Linked DNA regions of Mus musculus: region 2 is linked to region 1. The links are chromatin contacts, called in public promoter capture Hi-C maps. All regions are on one chromosome and are shown on one strand. Each heading gives the region's core, a stretch centred on a gene start, on an enhancer-like site or on the middle of the called end of the contact. The rest is flanking DNA. Distances are from core to core; before and after follow the strand shown. Region 1 holds the start of Slc49a4 (solute carrier family 49 member 4). Region 2 holds the start of Lrrc58 (leucine rich repeat containing 58).

The links. Promoter capture Hi-C pulls out the DNA fragments that hold promoters and counts their contacts.
Region 2: a promoter capture Hi-C map of liver shows a contact between it and region 1, with 2.9 times the contacts expected there. The contact joins the promoter of Lrrc58 here to the promoter of Slc49a4 in region 1. A contact is called at or near these places in 2 of 39 promoter capture datasets (liver and pre-B cells).

Annotation. Positions count from the first base shown.
Region 1 is chr16:35,767,914-35,770,967 of GRCm38.p6, forward strand. Slc49a4 (solute carrier family 49 member 4) reads right to left here and starts at 1,457. Exons shown (of 9, transcript NM_153550.4): 1 at 986-1,457. The coding sequence starts at 1,328. It overlaps Hspbap1 (Hspb associated protein 1), which reads left to right and starts at 2,473. Exons shown (of 8, transcript NM_175111.3): 1 at 2,473-2,626. The coding sequence starts at 2,563.
Region 2 is chr16:37,866,976-37,869,854 of GRCm38.p6, forward strand. Lrrc58 (leucine rich repeat containing 58) reads left to right here and starts at 1,425. Exons shown (of 4, transcript NM_177093.3): 1 at 1,425-2,005. The coding sequence starts at 1,521.

The DNA of each region.
Region 1 (3,054 bases), core at 207-2,706:
ATGACATTACAAAGAAATGAGCATTGTATGAACGATGCTCACCAGATAAGCATTCTGCTTGGCCCTTCATCTTGGACTTCCCGGTTTCCAGAGGGGTTATAAATAAATGTCCTTCATTTTATAAGCTTATGGCTGTTTGTCAATGGGCCAGTAGACTAAGGCAATGTCCCAAAACTACCCAAAGAATCTATTGTATCAAAACTCGTAAAAGACTGAACAGAAACAAAGCAGTTTCCGACCAGTATCCGACCTCATAACCTAAGAAGTCTAAATCGTGCACAGCAGCCTCCTGGGGGTTTTATTTATCCTCTGGAGGGATAATTCAACATCTTGACTCTTTCCACTCTGGCCTTTTCCTCATCTCACAGAATCACACTGGCAATTGGCAAAGTGAGAAGCCTGGAGTCCCTAACTGAAAGAGAGCCTTCCTGCATCTGCGATCTTTATCTGAGAGTAATAAATCGCAACTGAGAAGTCACCCAGGCGGAAGCTCTCGGTTTACCTGGGGTTCTACCTTCCAGAAACCCAAGCGTCAGACCCGAGTTTCCCAACAGTCATCCAGGGCTGGAGTCACCACGCCAGCTCATTACCCTCTTACATCTGGTCATCACCAGTCTCTTCTGATCTTTCGCTCTCAGCACCCCAAATCTCTTTGAAATTTAAGCATGAGTCACTTTTGTCAGGTGTCAAAGACATTCATAGCAAGTGCACTGGATGGCTCTGATGTCCACAGTATACAAAGCCTTCTACATCTGATGATTGTGGCATAAAGGGCGTAACACAAAACATCAATACTTGGAAAGCATCCTCCGTATTTGTCGCTTTGGGGACAGAGGGTTCCCGAGTAAGGAATGGGATGCCAGCTACACTGGGTCACCTCACACAACCCCTAGACCAAGCCCAGGGAGACACAGGCAGGCCCGGATCCTGGCAGGCGCCAACTCCCAGAGAAGGGACACGCCCGCAGGCGTCCCGGACCCCTTACCTCTCTTGTCCAGCAGCCACATGAACGCGAAGCAGGGCAGGAAGCCTATGGGCCCCCAGAGGACCAGGAGCGCGATGTCCCATCCGGAGAAGCCATAGGCCTGGCGCGCCGAGTTCTGGATGGGGCCCCAGGTGTTCCAGACCAGGCCCTGGGCGAACGCGAGGAGCGAGAAGAGCAGCAGCACCAGCCAGCGGCGCCCGTACACCCTCCCGGGGTTCGGGCCCGCCGCAGGCAGCACGGCCGTCGCCTCCCGGCCCCTGCGCGCAGCCCCCGGCGCAGGCCCGAGCCCCGGCCCCAGCAGCGGCTGCCGCTCCTCCTCCTCGCTGCTCCAACCCGAGCCCATGGCGACGCCGCCCGCCGGCCCTGCCCGACGCGTCCCGGTGGCCGCAGACCAGCCGGGAGCTGACTGGGCGGGTGGAGCGGGAGCCGGAGCCGGAGCTGCTCTAGTCCTCGGCCTCCCGGGCGCGTCTGCTGCGCCTGCGCCGCCCGAGCCCGAGGGGAGGAGGCGAGGCGGGGTCCACCCTGCTCGCTGGGAACCCAGGAATGCCCCGGGGAGAAGCCCGGGACCCTACGAGTGGAAAGGGTAGAAGATCGCGGCCGGCTGGGAGACTGGAGCGAAGTAGGCTGAGTCAGTCACTCGCGGGTTGCTTGGAGGAAGTGCCCAAGTTTACATCACGTGCCTAATAAACAACTCGCTGACCTCGGGTCACTTATCCCAATGCTTGGGTCTATATTAGGCTTACTTTTGTTTTTATTGGGTTTCTAACTGCAGAAATTATAGACGGCAGGATACTGAAGTTTAGGAAGGTCTCAGGGTATTGTTTCATGAAGACCATTTGGTTTTGTATGTGTCTTACGCATCCAGTGAGATTATAAACTAGCCAATTTTCCTTCATACATATAAAGAGTTTTTTCTACCCATTTTGTTTGTCATGCAAACGGGTAAATAATATGGATTGTGTTAAAGTTGGAAGACAGTGACCTAGATCTCTCTCTTGGTATGTTAGCCAGACTAAATAAACGGCAAAAGCTGGAGATTGTGCATCTCTTGACCACATAGACATAGACATTCATTTGTTCAAATGCACAAATCCAGAACTCTGACAGCTGCCTGTGTCCTTGAAAACTAGTCATTTGCTGACATATCTGGCTCAGCAAATGAGTCACAGGGAACGCCTTCAAGGGGTTCGTATTCCCAGGCAGTCACGAAAACCAGCTGGAATGGCACTGATGCCAAGGGAACCAACAAGGTGGAAGAGTAGGCACGCCAGCCCCGGGGTCTCCTAAATCGCGAGTCCGACTGAGAGAAAGCCAAGGCGAAGATGGAGGATCCGACTAGAGAAGGAAGAGAAACAGCAGACGCTAAGGGTGGAAGAAAGGAGCCACAGCCCAGCCCACGTGCTCGCCGCCTTTCAGCTTCCAAAGAGCAAAACAAACCGGCGTGGCCACGCCCAGCGCCGTCACGTGACCGCGGCGGCGCCGGTTCCGGCAGAGGCGGAGGATCCTTCCTGTGTGGAAGCCGCAGATCCCGGTGAGCCCTCTCACCTGGCGCTCTCTCCATCCTCGGCGCGATAACCATGGCAGCAGGCTGCGAGGGCATCGCGCCCCCGACCCTGGGCGAGAGAACTGTGGGGGAGGAAGGTAGGTGCGAGCCAGGGACGCCGAAGTGCCTCCGAGCGGTGCGGATGGGCGCGGCTCCATCCCAAGTCTCGCCCGCGGCGTGTTAGGCCTGGGAGAAAGTGACTTTTTAGAGCATGTGGCTTCTTAACGTCGTGCGGATCAGTTTTCTGATCTATCGGGACAAGTACCACTGTGGAGTAAGAAGTTCCTCTGAGGACTCCAGGATCGCTGGCCTCTGAGGGAATTTTGTGGCAATTCTCTTGTCTCTGTTGGGATTCCAGGTGTATGCGACCATAACTTTTTATGGAGGTCTCTGGGGAGTTCGCCAGACTTGTGCACCAGGGGTTTTTACTTGACAGTCCATCTCTCCTGTCCCAAATCATTCTCTCATTTTTTAAAAAACCAATTTATCTTCCTGATAATGTGTCCTGTATCCTATTTTATGCCTC
Region 2 (2,879 bases), core at 175-2,674, 2.1 Mb after region 1:
AGACATGGTTTCTTTTTTTTTGTTACCCTGACAGTCCTAAAACTATGTAGATCAGGCTGGTACTCACAGAGACACTCCCACCTCTGCCTCCTGAATGTTGGGATTAAAAGCAGGTACTACTATGTCTGGCACATATTTTTTAAATTCCACTCATAGATTGTTTAAACTAACAAACATGACAACTCAATCATAAAGCTTAGCTGTGAAGTAGCATGAAGTCTCTCATCTGCACAACTGAGTAGATGAGGTTATGATTTTTAGGAAAAAAAGCAATTTAATCCCACTGGTTATCACATAACCTTTTAACTTTCTTGTATTTAAGCTCGGTAAGAAACTAAGCTTTTCTCTTATTTCCACTAATGACTTTAAAATTACAAAACGAAATCTCAGAAAAGATTGACATTGAAATGGGATCAGGATGAAAATAAATCTACTGGAATTAGTGAATTAGAGCTAGAGTCAAGACTTTCCCAGTTAAATTCTATCTAGTTCTCACTTGCAGAGTGCTTTGAACGCTTTCTCCATCTGAGCTCAGTGTAAGCTAGATCTAATAAAGGGGGCTCCTATATCCAACTCCCAAGCGCATTCCCATGCCCAAGGGACCAAAGCCCACAGGAGTGATTCTGTGATTGACGTGGACAAAGTTCTTATTGGACACACAATACTTTTACAATGGTGCTTTTTGTTGTTGTTTTGGGGTTTGTTTTTTTTCCAAACAAGGTTTCACTGTATAGCTGTGGCTGTCTTGGCTCGCTCGCGTTAGACAATGCTTTAAGAAACAACAGGCAATCAGGGAAGGGAAGGTCTTCAAGCATGCTTTCCAGCTGGGGCGACAGCCATCTCCGACTTTGGCTTTAGCTTCGAAGAGGCCTTTGTTCTTCACCGTGTAGCCCTGGCTAGCCTGGGCTATGTAGGTCAGGCGGGCCTCAGACTCAGTACGGCTGCCTCTGCATTTCAGAGCGGGGACGAGAGGCGTGGGGCCACCAAGCACGTTCTCCTGAAGACATTAAATTCTCAGGCTACGTCCCCGTCATGGCTACTCTCTCTGGATCCCGCAAAAATGGGGGGGCCCCGGCCTCAAGTGAGAACAAAGGAGGCGGCGCCCCGTGACGCGCAGGCCCCCGGGCGGGATCAACAGCCCCGGAGCTGTTTACTCTGGCGGCCAAGGCCACCACCGGGTGCCACACTATAAAGGGCGAGCTGCCCGCTCCGGGGAGCCTCAGGCCTCCGGCTCGCCCACCGAGCCCCGCGACGCCCGGGCGAGCACAGCTCCCTCACACGGTTCCCGGGAGCGCCAGGCCTCGGCTCCTGCGCAGCGGACGCCGCGCCGTGCGCCACGTGAGGCGGAGCCCGGCCCCCGGAGCGGCGCGCGCACCCGGCGCCGACCATCGCGTGACTCGGAGGGCGCGCGGGGGTGAGCGCCCGGGCCGTACCGGGCCGCGCCGCGCCACTTCCGACGCGGCGCTCGCTTTAGGTTCCGGGGCGCGCCGCCTCGGCTCGCGGGCCCGGGATCCGGCGGGATGGAGGAGGCCGCGCTCGGGGAGGCCGAACTCAACTGGTCCCGCCTCAGCGTGTCGGCCGAGGCGTTGGAGTCGGAGCTGGAGGCGCGCGCCGAGGAGCGGCGCGGCGCGCGCGAGGCTCTCCTGCGGCTGCTGCTGCCCTACAACCGCCTGACGTCGCTGCCGCGGGCGTTGGGCGGCGGCTTCCCGCACCTCCAGCTCCTGGACGTGAGCGGCAACTCGCTCACGGCGCTGGGGCCCGAGCTGCTGACGCTGAGCGGCCTGCGCACGCTGCTGGCCAGGAACAACCGGCTCGGCGGCCCGGGCTCGCTGCCCAAGGGCCTGGCCCAGTCGCCGCTCTGCCGCAGCCTCCAAGTGCTCAACCTCAGCGGCAACTGCTTCCAGGAGCTGCCCGCCTCGCTGCTGGAGCTGCGCGCCCTTCAGACCCTCAGCCTGGGCGGCAACCAGCTGCAGAGCATCCCCGCCGAGATCGAGAACTTGCGGAGGTGAGCGGCGGCGAGTCCCGGGGGTGGGGAGCGGGGCGGTGGCCCGAGCTCCGTGGCACCGGGTTGGAGGGGGAGGGGGACTAGGCGAGCCATTGTCACCCGTAGCGTCTGACCAAGGGTGGGTGGGTGGGTGGTAGCCTTTGGGTTGTGTTTGGCCTGCCGCAGGTCTTCGACGCCCCCCGCGCCCCCCAATGAACTCTGGAATTCATTGTGGAGACCATGCTAACCTCAAGCTCACAGAGCTCCGCCTGCCTCTACCTCCCAAATCTGGGGCTAAAAGACATGCGCCACTAAGCCGGACTTCGCCTTCTTTCTTGAGTCTAGACAGGGAGTCAAAAGGGCTCCCGTTAACAGAGGTTGGCGATTTCTTACTGGTTAAGTCTTCCGAGACTTTCCATGCGTTTGCATCAAAGTGGCATTTAACGTGGCGTAGGAGGTGCTGACCTACTTCCTTGGTTTTTATTTCCAGTTCCCCTCTTTTCCCGATACCCAAAGTACCATTTGTGGAGTCAGTGAGCCTTGCACACACACACACACCCAGAAAGGCAGCTTCACTAAATTGTGGGGTTGGGGTTGGGTACAAAAAAAAAAAACAAAAAAACCCAAAAACAACAACAACAAAAAAAAACCACGCTGCGCTTCCTTTGACCCTGAGGAACTATTCACATTTCAAAATTTTATCTTAGGAGTCTTTTCTGTAATTCTAAAAAAAAAAAAAAAAAAAAAAAAAAAAAAAAAAAAAACTGTTCCCAGGACAATTAGAGCCAAATTACTTCCTCTGTGTGTCACACATCATACCATTGTATCTGTGTTACTGTATGTTACTGAATGTGATTCCTTCTTTACAGGAACTGTCTGTCCTATCTCCTAGTGG